3 separate regions of the Mus musculus genome follow, and all the other regions are linked to region 1. Evidence: chromatin contacts called from public Micro-C data. All regions are on one chromosome and are shown on one strand. Each heading gives the region's core, a stretch centred on a gene start, on an enhancer-like site or on the middle of the called end of the contact. The rest is flanking DNA. Distances are from core to core; before and after follow the strand shown. Region 1 has its middle 38 kb from the start of Serp2. Region 2 has its middle 32 kb from the start of Lacc1. Region 3 has its middle 98 kb from the start of Gm30365.

Region 1 (4,434 bases), core at 1,080-3,579:
GGAGAAACTGTGTAGGAAATAGCCCCAGCCTCTACGCCTCCATTTTTTTTTCTCGTAATTACCAACTTGAGAGTTTTGTCTAAATTGTAGAGTGGCCTTTCTGCTTACAGACTCCAGGGGCGGTGAACCTTCGAGAGCGCTTTCTCTGGGCTGCTCTGGGTGCTTTAGCTTGTGGGACTTAATCTCCTAGAGATCTGAGGAAAGCGATACCAAGCCACCCTCATCAAGCTCATTTTACAGATGAGGAGGCAGAAGGGTTGCCCAGAGAAAAGGGTTATCCCAGCCACCACAAGGCTGGAAGACAGCGGGATCAGGTCTGAAGCCAGAGTTCCTTTCTCCCATAGCTGAAGTGGCCTCCCATTGGCTGGCCTTCCTTTCTCTTCTAGCGTGAAAGAGCAAATAGCACTCGGATAGGATGAGAGCCTTGCTAGTGTGGGATGATCACTTGAAGACCTGGCGGTGAAGGTCTACTCCTGTGTAAAATTAAGAAGCTTCATCATCCAGGGTTTTGCTACTTCTTCAGTATGGGCTACTGGCCAAGGCACCGCTGAGCTTGTGCCACGAAGGCTGCCGCAGTGTTTTCTAGACAGACTCGCAAGGAACTCCAGCGCATTTTCCTCATCGACCGTGAAGAACCTGTGACTTTGGAGGTGTCGCTGGGACTGAGAGATGCTTCTGCCCCAGAGGGCAGGGTTCAGGGATGTTCCCAAAGGAAGGAAGAACACGTTTGACCAAGTGCTTTATTTAAAACCACGCTTTAGTATTCACGTTCTTTGGGAAGCAAAACCAAAATAGTTGTTTTGTGCGCACGCACGCGTGCATACGTGTGCGTGTGTACATGAATGAGTGCTGTGCCTGTAGGTGAGGAGGTTTGTAGAGGGCAGGGATCAACTGCAGCATTGTTCTTCAGTAGCTGCCTAACCTTGTTTTTTTGAGGCAGAGACTCCCTGGAATCCCAGGATTGCATATTAAGGTAGGGTGTCTACCACTGAGCCCCACAAATCTCCCCCCCCCCCAGTACTAGGGGTTAAATGTGCATGCCAGCATACCCAGCTGCTCACATGGGTATGGGTTATTGGACTCAGGTGTTCATGCTTGCAAGGAAAGCGCTTTCTGCCTAAGCCACCTCTCCAGCCCCATTAGCATGTTTGTTGTTGTTGTTGTTTTGTTTTTATGCTAGAGGTCAGGGAGGTTAATTTAGGCACAGAAATCCCACCAAGAGTCCTGTTGTCTTTCTACACATTTTAATTTTAATCCATGCCTAGAGAGGTTGCATTTTGACTAAGTCAGTCCTATCTGACCTGGAGTTTTGGAACCGGGTAGTGTTCTGAACAACTCCCAAGAAAACGTCTAGTTTACTTCGATGGTCATACAACTTCAAGCTGCATGTATTTAGCCAGAGCTGCTCTTTACTTCAGAGACAGGATTCCAAACTTTCCAGAAAAGGAAATGTCGCAATAGCTTTTTAAAAACAATCAGTTTCGGTATCTCATGGCCACACAGTTGGCATGCTAGTTTTGTTGAGGATCTGAAGTTGCCAACCTCAGAGAAGTGGGACTTAGAGCCTGCCCTTTCTTTTGCATGGCTTGCGTTACTCTTCACCTTCATCTACACGTGGAATCTGTTTCCTGGGAGCAACAGCCCAAAGTCCATCTTCGTGTTTAGCACCCAGGTGAATGCGCTAACGGAGGCCGTCCAGGAGCTTGTTTGACACCGGGTACATGGTTGTGATTGAACATTAAGAAAACCTTGTGGCTGGGCGGTGGTGGCGCACGCCTTTAATCCTAGCACTTGAGAGGCACAGGCAGGCAGATTTCTGAGTTCGAGGCCAGCCTGGTCTACAGAGTGAGTTCCAGGACACTCTCGAACAAACAAACAAACAACAACAACAACAACAAAAACCCAAAAAAACCCAACAAACAAACAAACAAACCCAAACAACAACAACAACAACAACAACAACAAACCTTGTAAGAGGTCAGGCATCAATAGGGTTTTGGTGGACCCAGAAGGGCTCTGTTTCTCCCTTAGCATGTGGTTACAGGGCTAACATGGATGTGTTGTTAGGAGAGATACAGCCCTCCCAGCTGCTTAAATGGGAGAGGTTCTGATGCACAGCAAGGTTTCTCCCAATTCTAAGGCAAATTATCCTTTTTTTTTCTTAGCGTAGTTGGCTTCTTACCAGCTGTTGCGCTTGCAGATGAAGGCCTATTTATCCTGGATGACCTTTTATAAAATGATTTCTTAGAGCATTGGACAGGAAGAGATAGCAGGTGCTCAGAGTCCTATTTTCTTGCAAGGCAATCATATGATGACTCAGGTCGCTGATAAGGAGGTTAGCTAGCAAAGTCGAGGTGTCAAGGATAATATCAAACAAAGAATGTGGACAGCCGCTTACAGAAGAGCTGTTAGTCACTCTGGCCTTCTCTTGTTACTTCTCCAGGCCAACAAGCCCTAAGACAGCGCCTTAAATGGGTACAACTCTAAACTGTACTTCAAATGAAAGTTAAACCGATTATTATGAAGTTGAAAACAGGAAGAGGGAGGGTCAAAATTCTCTAGTGGGCAATGGAGTGAACAAATTTCACCTGTGTGTGCACTTTTACTATAAACCAACTCAGCTCCCAAAGACAGGGGTGTATCTCTCATTAAAGTGTCACTGACTCCTGAACAGCACAGAGGGCCATCTTTAGGTAGACACCGGCAAATCTCTCCAGTTCCCTCCCAACTGTGGGAGCCAAAGTGTCTGTCCATCCTGCTGGGATTTGAACCTCTGAACCTTGGTTTTACAGAGCCAGGAATAGTTTGCACGCTGTTACTTGGCTCATAGCCACTCTTACTCCCTTTCTTATTCCCTTGCCAGGACACAGCAGGCTACTTGTGGGAATTAAAAAAAAAATTAAAGCCAAGTGGAAAAGCAACACTAAACGCTCCAAGATCTTTCCAGAGACCCAAGTAACTACTGGCATTCTCATAAATGGACTATGTTTTTAAGGAAGTCATGGGCTTGGAGCTTTGAAAAGAAAGCAGCGTCCTCACAGTTAAGTGGGTAATGCCTACCCCGGAGCCTCCCAAAGGGCGCTCTGTGAGTCCATACAAGGCTCCTTTACAAGGCCACTGACTAAAACTGGGACTGTTTTCCAAACACAGCTGGCATATTGTAAATGCAAAGCTATAACCAGGGCAAATATTTGCTCGAGGGGCAACTCTGCACAGTATTTGAAGCCAAGGTTGTTGTCAGGAGCTGCACAGGTCTAAATGCTTTGCCAGCTTAGGAGTTGCGGTTCAACCGCCACATTTTCAGCTGTGTGGCAAATAATGGGGGCAACCCTTCACAGCTTGATCTGCAAACATGCTCTACCTGGGTGAGCATGGATTTGAGGTGGTGGTGGGTGGGGCTGTGTTTAGACTTGAATTCAGTGAGTGTTCCTGGGACCCCACCTTCCTCTAAACACTTCCAATTTTTTTCTTTAGGGAAATGACCATTCTCTCTCTCTCTCTCTCTCTCTCTCTCTCTCTCTCTCTCTCTCCTCTCCTCCCCCTTTTTTCCTCCTTCCCCACTCCCATTAGAAAATCTGTAACTGTGTGTTTGATCTAAATAGCTATGAACATTAGCTGAGAAACTTGCTTGCCCTTCTTCTCTGTTTTTGTCTTCTCAAGCTCAGATTCCAGTATAGGAAGCAGAGGAGGTGGATAAAACACAGCTCTACCCAGTGAGGGCACAACCCAAACCTTGCTATAGAGCAGATACAACTGTTTCTTGTGTGCCACCATGGGAGCATTTTTGTTTTCCGAGACAGGGTTTCTCTGTGTAGCCCTGGCTGTCCTGGAACTCACTCACTCACTCTGTAGATCAGGCTGGCCTCGAACTCAGGAATCCACCTGCCTCTGCCTCCCAAGTGCTGGGTTTAAAGGCGTGTGTCACCACACCCGGCCAATGGTAGCATTTTTGAGTTCTGGATTTTAGAAGATGACATCCTGGTGAGAAGAAAGGACTCGGAGGTCTCTCCAGTTGGGATGCCCCACTCGTACCTGACAGTCTCCACACATCTCAAAGAGCCTGCCATTCTTCCTTCCTCATGTCCTTTACTTTGAATGGCAGGTGTTTGTTTCTCCCTTGCTTGAAATTACTCTGCTCAAGCTGCATGTGTTCTTCCAATTTTCCTACTGCTGGGGACAGCAGTTCCAATAAATGCCCTCCACGACTCCCTGCTTAGCAACAGGATCAAGTCACCTCAAACCTTCCAGGATATCCCCTTCCTAGACCCAGCTGTCTTCTAAAAAAATAAAAATAAATCCCCACTTCTCACACCCTGGGGCGTTGCAGAGAAGCCAGGGTCATGAACTGCTCTTGAATGTTTGCTGTGCCTTCTTCTCTATTAGAGATGGTCCCTCAACTTCCGTCTGAGGGTTGAGCACCTCGCCCCTGTTTCA
Region 2 (4,434 bases), core at 1,011-3,510, 410 kb after region 1:
AAATGGCTGGAAAGAGAAATCTCTAATGTCTTCTTTTTTAGATCCAGAAAGCTCTGTTTTTACATTAGTAAGAGTATATCCCACTGATGCTTAGGAAACAGGAACACTTGATGACCACAGCTGGCTTTCTGGTGTCTTGAAACTCTTGTTTGTTATGTATGTTCTCTGGAGTTTTCATCCATACAGAAAAAGTAGAAAGTAGATATGACATTAGGTCAGTTTCTAACTCTGTTCCTAGGAACATACCTTTCTCTTATTTGTGTTTTCCAATACTTTTTTTTTTAAATCCAGGGAACAGAAGCTACATTTAACAGAAGCACTACACAGAGAAAAGGCCTTCGTTCTTTTAATTATATGGTGATCTAATTACAATAATAGGACGGATTACTTATCACACATGGGGGAGGAGGAATTTTAAATTGTGTTGGGATTAGAAACTGCAAATAATTCATTAAGATATCGCTGACTTCACTGAAGAGCCCTGTCTAAGTTCCTGTGGAATGACACGCTTATGGCCAGGGCAGTTTCTCTTTACAATGACAAGAAAGAAAAGCACAGTGGAGATGGAATGTGTGCTAGCAAACAGCTACTGTACGTTACCAGTTTTCCCTCCTTGCTGAATCTTTGCTCTCTGTGCATAAAAATGTTGTGATTTCCCCTTTCTTAGAAAAATCAAAGCTGCAGCTAGGATAGCAGTCCTCAACTTATGGATTGTGACCCCCTACAAAGGACCCTTTCACAGGGGAGGCCTAAGACCATTGGAAAACACAGATACTTACATTATGATTCGTAACAGTAGCAAAATTACATTAAGTAGCAATGAAAATGATTTTGTGGCTGGGGATCAGCTCCGTGGGGATCATTAAAGGGTCTCAGCATTAGGAAGGTCGAGAATGAATAGGCCAGGGAGATAGCTCAGTGTATAAAGTGCTTGCTCGGCAAGCGTGAGGACCTGAATGTATTCCCAGACGTGAGGTGGAGGGACTGGGCATGGTGTCTCATGCTTCCCATCTCAGGGCTGGAGAGGCAGAGACAAATGTAGTGTTGAGGTTCAGTGGTCAGGTAGCATAGCCTTGTCAGCAAGTTCCATGCTCATGAGTGACTCTGTCTTGGAAGGAATAAGGTAGATGGCACTGGGGGAACACTTAGAAAATTTGACCTCTGACCTCTGTGACCATGCACATACGCGTGTGCGCACGAGCTCGAGCCCACACACACGACCTGCCACACCCTCCCACCTCACACATACATGCACAGTTAAATAAGAAATGAGAGAAATGGTTTTCTTGGTTGCTCAGCCCTCTGTAGATGCTGCTCATTTTCTGATTTCTTTGCAGCAGTGGATCCCAGAGATGTGATGTGCTTTTCGTCTCTCAGTTGTCTTTTCTCTTCGGGTTTCTTTGATAGTGCTCGATTTTGAATTACTTTCTCAATTTTGCCTTTGAATATTTAACACGACTGCTTATTTTATCATTGGCTGTTCTTTATCAACCTGCCCTCTGAATCTTCCTCACCATCTTCTGCCTCTAAATGCCCTAGAGCCGATACGCCATTATACATCTCAATAATGACTGCATCGGTGTCCAGATGGTCTCATTTGCTATATGACTTCAGAAGCCACCTATGTACAGAGGATTTTTCAAAAGGTCTCTACCCAGGCCCTTTCTAGTCTTCCTCTCAAGACTACCACTTTATCCTCTGATTCTCTATGTCCTTTTCTCCCTTTCTGTTTCTTCACAGCGTTTGCCCTTTGGTGGTGTCTACACAGTGCATATCTGTTCATTCACATTTACCCCATCCATTTTCCACCCAAATGTATACTCCACGAAAGCACAACTTGGTTTTATTTCTTACTTCATATCTTCACCAGACAGAACAGATTCTACTGTGCTACACATTAAGTGATCAATAAATATTTGCCAAATGAATCACTGATGTCCAAATTTGTAATAATTTAACCCCCGCTTATTTAGGTCAAAAGTATCAAGGAAGAAAGAAGTTCAACTCTCAGTGTTGTTACGGCAGGTGGTCTGAGTTAATTTGCCACAAAATACCAAAAGTCAAGAGGGCTGAACTGAGAGACACAGAGTCAAGTGTGTAAGCCAACGGCAGCAAAAATCCAGCCTAGTTCAAGAAGTTGTGGCTTGGGTTAGGGAAACAATAGAGAAGAAAGGCTGAGGCACAGTACCTCATCTTTCTATCTCTCTGGTAAAGAAAGGGAGGACAAGGGCTCTAAGCAAGGCTAACCAGTGAAAACATAGCAGAAGGACGCTTTTCAAGACCCTGGAGACCTAGCATCTGGTGTCTGCTTCCTTCTGTTCAGTATAGGATCAGAGCTGCCTGCAGCTTAATGCCCAAGCCCAATCCAGTACTGTCTAGTTTCGATAGCCAGGGAGGCTCCATGAGGAATGGAAAGATAAATAAAACACAGCTGTCTTCAGGGTGTCTGTTGACTCAAGTGAGCTGAGAAGACACAGCAGCAACGTTAGGTAACAGGCAGCGTGCTCGACAGAGCGTAGAATCGCAGCAAATCATCTCTCTAAATGAGACTTGGAGTTGTGTTTAAAATAGAGCTAGTCTCTTGAGTAGAAGAAAAAGAACAATTTCCTACTTGTTCGTTGCTTCACCTGCACAGTGTAAGGTTCATGCAGAATTATTCTTTGTTTTGTTTTGTTTTTTGAAGACATGGTCTTCTTATGTGTCCCAGGCTGACCTTGAACTTTTGACCTCTCTGCTTCCATTTCCCTAGTGCTGAATTGCATGTTTGTATGATCATCCATGCTCATTTTATGTGGTGCAGTGGATTGACGCCAAGGCTCCGTGCATGCTAAACAAACACTCTGCCAACTGAGCTACAACCCCAGCCTGCCGAATTGTTTTTGCTTCCTTCTAACACTAAATTGCAGTGATTCTCAGTTCATAGGCATATACCGTGAAGACACATGTCTATGTAGATAATAAAATCGCATTAAGTAGACACTGCTAATTTATGATCAACTGCCACAGTAAGGCTAGTTAAGCTTGAGTCTATGAGTCTATATCAGTGGCACTGGTAATTTATTCATGAGCAGTGTAAACAAATTATAGAGGGAATGCCTATCTGTTTTAAAGGACAAACTGTTTTGAAAGCATCGGAGTTCTTCTAAACAGATAGCAGAAGTGAACACCGGCTCCTCCGAAAACACAAAGTAAGATCCCGAGCTGGGAGCCCCTGAGAGAAGGGTTGGCTCTTCCAATGCTCTGACCCTCAGCTCACCTCAGAGCCCCAGGGAGCCAGAACTTGTTTTGACTAAAGGAGAAACAGAGGAAATCATCTGTAGAATCATGGGGCCAGCAGACTGCCTCCCCCTGTCAACCACTCCTGCTGTCCTCATTGCTCTGGCAGTAAGAAGTGTGTATGCAAGACAGACAACAAAGTCGCTGCAGCCAGGATTATTCACAGGTTATTATGTAAAATTCCCTCATTCCGTAAGATTTATTGAATATTTATTTGCTGGGAGCATTGCTACTCATTCCGGTGTCACCATGGATTTTCAATATCAGGAGTTTATTTAGTCTATAAAAACTCCTCAGAACATATTATAGAAATACCTTGTTACTATACAGTTAGTTTCTTTTAGGAATACTGCCTCACAAGGTCGCATGAGGACCTCCCAGGCCAATGGGGCATGACCAAAATGGAAGCTAGGGAGGTTTGGAAGTGGTAAAATTTACAAAGAGTTTTTAGGAGTGAGTCCAGAATAGCTAAGCTGAGAATAAGATACAAATTGGCATTTAAAACCCACCACCAAATGGATCGTGAGTACAGGGTGGGTAAAGGAGGACAGGAATAAGAGTCATATGACCTGTCAAATGAACAGTCATTCTGAGAGCGGACCCAAAGGCTGATCTGGATGGCTCAAGGCTGCCTGGACACGGTGGCATATAGTAATTTGAAGGCTGAAGCTGGAAGATCACGAGTTCAAAGCTACTCATGATCAACAAGCCAGGGATAGAAAGGTTTCTCTAGACACCGCCTCAAAAGAAAAGACTGCAAAGACGGGCCACGGCTGAATACACAGAGGCAGGGCATTTTCAGCTGCACATTTCCTAATGCTGATCATCTGCGCATCCTTTAGGTTTCCAGCGCTGTCATCTGTTAGTGTTTTACCCAGGCCTAGCTTCTCCCCAGCAGCTCTCTCCAACTCCTCCTACCCAAAAGGAGATAGATCCCCATTGTCCAGATGTCCCATGAAAACACTGCAGTTAACCAAGCCACAGTTCTGCCATGGACACCGAGCTCCTTTAGACTAAGGACCGATTCTTTGCTTGTAGAGTTTATATTGAAACCTTTACAATGACTGAGGAACTCCCCTGTGAGAAAAGCTTTAAAAGGTACACGAAATAAGCCACAGAAATTTCATGTTGGGAAGACTGTGGGAAAAGAAAGAAGAA
Region 3 (4,434 bases), core at 1,168-3,667, 340 kb after region 1:
TATTATATAAAATGATATATAATGAGAATGCATTTTCTTTTTTCAAATTAATATTTTTTATTTACATCTTGATTGCATCTTCCCCTCTCTCCCCACCCCCCCCCCATCCTCCAGTCCTCTCTCTCTCCTCAGAAAAGGGGAGGCCTCCCATAGATATCAACCTGCCTTGGCATATCAAGTTGCAGTAGGACAAGGTGAATCTTCTCCTATTGTGGCTAGGCAAGGCAGCTCAGTTAGGAAAGAGATTCAGAGGCAGGCAACAGAATCAAATGCAGCACCTGCTCCTGCTGTTAGGAGTCCCACATGAAGACTGAGCTGCCCAACTGTTACATATGTACAGAGGACCTAGGTCCATCTCATGCATGCTCCTTGATTGGCAGCTCAGATTCTGTGAGCCTCTGTGGACCCAGGTTAGTTGTGTGTAGGTTTTCTTGTGATCTCCTTGACCTCTCTGGCTCCTTCAATCCTTCTTCCCCCCTTCTCCATGGGATTCCCCAAGCTCTTCCTAACGTTTGGCTGTAGGTCGCTGCATCTGTTTCCATCAGTTGCTAGGGGAAGCATCAGAGATGACAGTTATACTAGGCTTCTGTCTGCAAGTAGAGTCGAATGTCATTAATAGTGTCAATGGAGGGCTCTCTCTCTTTCTCATGAGCTGTGTCTCAAGCTGAGCTAGGTTGTCCATCCCCTCAAATTCCACTACATCTTTATCCCTGCACATCTTGTAGGTAGGACAAATTGTGGGTCTCAGGATTGGTGTACACTCTCTCTATTGGAAGTCTTTTCTGGTTACAGGAAATAGCCATTTCATGCTCAATGTCCCCCATTGCTGGGAGTCTTAGCTAGGGTCACCCTCATAGATTTCTGGGAGTTTCCATTGTTCAAGGTTTCTTGCTTGTGCCAGAGACCCCCCTCCTCCCCCTGTACTGATTCCAGTCTTTTTTTTTTTTTTTAAGAAAGGGAGACTACACAACTCTCTCCATTTTCTAAGACAATAAGTCAAAACTGAGCAGACAAATAGTTCCCTTTAAAAGATGGTGCTAAACGAAAACAACAAAAACAAACAAAACCCCATGTGGGGTTTCTTCTTTGAAGCTTGGTTCCAAAGGCGTGCTGTTTTATCCAAGCTGCAGACCAACACAGTTGGAATGCTCATATCTACATAGGATGCAGTATCACCCAAAGCAAAACAGCTTACATTAATAGATGTAGAACTTACCTGCTGGGTGGTGCAGGGAGGGAGGTAGGGAGGGAGGGAGGTAAGGAGGGAGGGAGGGAGGGAGGGAGGGAAGAGGGGGACAGAGGAAGAGAGAGAGACAGAGAGAGAGAGAGAGAGAGAGAGAGAGAGAGAGAGAGAGAGAGAGAGAGAGAGAGAACCAATCCCCTCCTCTTGGGCAATGTTAGTACATCTCTGAAGATCCAGAAATGAATAAACCCAACAAATCATATTAATATGCTTTATGCATGAAATGATTTTAGAACAAAGAAAAAAATGGATCATGCAAGCTCATTGTTGCCTCTTGTTTATTCTTTCATTTGCACGGGAAAGTAATTACGACAACATCAAGAAAAACTGCATCAACTGCTCATCAATTACCATGCTATCAAGTTCTTCCCCTGCAAAGTCACTGCTACCCACACTCCTTGAGATTCTCTGTTGCTTAGCTTCCCCCCAGCAGCCATTCCACTGGGTAGTGCTGAGCCTCTCTGGTGAAGTCAGCCCAGCGAAGCTTCTGGTTGGCAGACTTCTCAGAAGCAGGCCTGACAGACATTCACAACTCATTCCCACCCATCAGTCTGACAGGCAGCACAGAGCTAAACATCAGTATCTGTGGGAATGCTTCTCTAGACCCAAGCGCACACCAGCCAGACCAATATCAAGGAAAAGAACACATGTTGTTTTGCTAACAGAGTTTAACAGGATAACATGTGTGTTATTCTGCACACATGTGCACACTCTTGCCAAATACAAAAGAAGCCCTGCAGGGCTGCCATGGTGCTCTTCCCTGAGCTTACAGGGACAATCGGGGAACCCAGGGCAGGAGAGAGAGAGAGAGAGAGAGAGAGAGAGAGAGAGAGAGAGAGAGAGAGAGAGAGAGAGAGAGAGGAAGAGACACGAAGAATGAGAGCAAGTCAATCATACTGATCAAGCTCTGAAAACTTTATTCAGGAGTGGCAATGTAAGCATAAGCAAGAGGAGGCTCCAAGGAAGGGGGAAAGAGCCCGGGGTTCTCTGAAGGTCAGGTGGCAATCTTCAGCTCCTGGAACCAACGGTCACAGTGTCCTCTTTTCTCACAAACATTCTTACTGTTATGACCATGAATGTTCTCTCAGGATTGTTTATGTAAGCTAGAAAATATCCACAAGGCCATGGCTGAGGCCATGGCTCCCGGCAGTGCTCTACAAGATTTTAACCTTGACTTGGCTTATGTGTAACGTCCTCCCTCCCCCTCCTCCTCCCTCTCCCTCTCCCCTCTTTCCCTCTGCCCCCTCTCTGTCTTTCTCTGTGTCTCCTCTGCATCTCTCTCTGTGTCTCTGTTTCTCTCTCTCTCTTTCCACCTGCCATACACACACACATACACACACACCATACACAGGCATGTGTACATGAAACAGACTTAAAAACAATTTATTTTATGTATCTTTGTCAGCTTTTTAACATTATTTATTGTCTACTCTGTGTTTGTGTGTGTGTGTGTGTGTGTGTGTGTGTGTGTGTAGTGGAGGTGCACATGTGGAGAAAACTTAAATCTATTCTCTCCTTTCACCGTGTGGATCTGGAGGTCAGAGGTCGGGTGGAGTGACCAAACTCAGGTCATCACAATTGGTGACAATGGCATTTACCTCTGGAGCCATCTCACTGGCCTATATTTTTCTTATTTAAAAAAAAAAAAAAGGCTTCAGAAAACAGAGAGACTTCTGTCATCCTTACATGGCACAGTGCCCTGACACCCCACATGCCTTCTTCCTTTGGTTGCCAGCACAGAAATGATATCTACCCTTTGGACTCAGACTCTGTGAGATGAGTACATTCCATTCCTGCAAAAGGTGTTAGGAAAAATGTTTGAAAAAGCAATGTATTTTCTCCCTCTAGGTTTACGTTCAGTGAGTAAGAGAAGATGCTACAAATGAGAGCTAACTGGTAGGCCCCAATTGCTGCCTGTACCAGCTCTTGGTTTCATAGTTTTATTTCTATAAAGATCTTCTAGATCATACAGTTTGGAAAAATGCAGTTAAGGTGCAGTTAGAAATTGTAATAATGTGCTGAAAGAATTAATGTTCGGTGAAGTCGTTTTTGTGGATAACTTTAAACTGGTTTTACTTCAGTTCCCTGAGACAGAAAACAAACTGATCCCCCACTGAATGTCAGGGGACAAACATTATCACTTACCAAAGAGACTGTTGTGAGGGGGAAAAAATACCTTTTGTATTGTCCAGATGTTAACCATGGAAGCAAAGTCACAATGTGACCTCTCCATGCCCTGTCACGTTAGGAGCAAAGATCCCTTAAGAAAGTGAGCAGAGTTCAGTTGTCACATCTGGGGGGTCCTTTGATGGTCACAAAAAGTCTAGTATTTGTTAAATATACAGATCACCAGTGCTGCTCACTAGCATCTATCCAGACAGACTCAAAGCCAAAATTAACAACTGCCGGTAATAATCTGAAGGCAAATGCTGAGGAGACTTGTGTCACCAGGCAGGCAAATGGAGAGGTCCTACGGGAGTGAGCTGAGGTCTGCAGAAGGACTTGGCCAGGAGTGAAATGGCCAGGGGAGCAGATTGCCCCTTACAGAGTTCCTGCAGCATCTGGCAGAAAGGTGTCTAGATTGAGGCCAGCATCATTTGGGAGGAAAGGCAGGACCAGGCAAACACAGTGTTGGTAGGGGGTCCTGCTCTGAATCATGTACCCTTTAGGCAGCAATGCAATTTGTAGAAGGCAGAATAAAGCTTCCACAGGAGACAGCCATAAGAGAATCCAGGGAAGTTGTTGGGACAGCAAACCAAAGTGCCCCTGAGCAAAAAGAAGAGAGTCTGTGCATTCCTAAGGTGGGGGATGAGAACTGATTTCCTGAGCCATGTCTTCTGCCTACATGTGTGTGCCTTGCCATGGCTAATCCTCACGTGAGCATTTTTGTAAAGACATGGAAGACGGAAGCATCCAGGGATGCTTTTTGAAAGAATACAGCCCAACGGACATCTTAGTCTTATCCCTGTGAGAACTCTGCCTGATTTCTGACTCAACAAAAGTGTAAGTGGCTCACAGCTTTAGATTTATGGTCACAGGCAGGTAGATTTAGTGAGTTCAAGGTTAGCCTGGTTTATATAGTGAGATCTAGGACAATCATGGCTGTATAGTGAGACCCTCTCTAGACAAAAAAAAAAAAAAAAAAAAAAAGATATTACTTTGTTCTTTGTTTTTTTAAATTTAATATAAAA

The links. Hi-C and Micro-C count contacts between places; a contact is called where the count stands out from the background.
Region 2: a contact with region 1 is called in a Micro-C map of granulosa cells, with 6 times the contacts expected there. The contact joins two enhancer-like sites. A contact is called at or near these places in 3 of 15 datasets of contacts at CTCF or cohesin (the NIH/3T3 cell line and large pre-B cells), 9 of 484 Hi-C or Micro-C datasets (the C2C12 cell line, bone marrow-derived macrophages, cerebellar granule neurons and 5 more), 4 of 115 datasets of contacts at active chromatin or transcription factors (embryonic hindbrain and embryonic stem cells) and 1 of 9 other capture datasets (embryonic stem cells).
Region 3: a contact with region 1 is called in a Micro-C map of granulosa cells, with 3 times the contacts expected there. The contact joins two enhancer-like sites. A contact is called at or near these places in 2 of 484 Hi-C or Micro-C datasets (both in granulosa cells).

Annotation. Positions count from the first base shown.
Region 1 is chr14:76,592,377-76,596,810 of GRCm38.p6, forward strand. No RefSeq gene overlaps it. Among named protein-coding and RNA genes, the nearest start is that of Serp2, 38 kb to the left of the region's middle. Within about 2 kb of position 2,330, at least 31 of the 459 cell types and tissues checked have an H3K27ac peak or open chromatin away from gene starts, as enhancers often do. A contact at or near this core is called in granulosa cells, where this site is marked.
Region 2 is chr14:77,002,516-77,006,949 of GRCm38.p6, forward strand. No RefSeq gene overlaps it. Among named protein-coding and RNA genes, the nearest start is that of Lacc1, 32 kb to the right of the region's middle. Within about 2 kb of position 2,261, at least 28 of the 459 cell types and tissues checked have an H3K27ac peak or open chromatin away from gene starts, as enhancers often do. A contact at or near this core is called in granulosa cells, where this site is marked.
Region 3 is chr14:76,933,869-76,938,302 of GRCm38.p6, forward strand. No RefSeq gene overlaps it. Among named protein-coding and RNA genes, the nearest start is that of Gm30365, 98 kb to the left of the region's middle. Within about 2 kb of position 2,418, at least 7 of the 459 cell types and tissues checked have an H3K27ac peak or open chromatin away from gene starts, as enhancers often do. A contact at or near this core is called in granulosa cells, where this site is marked.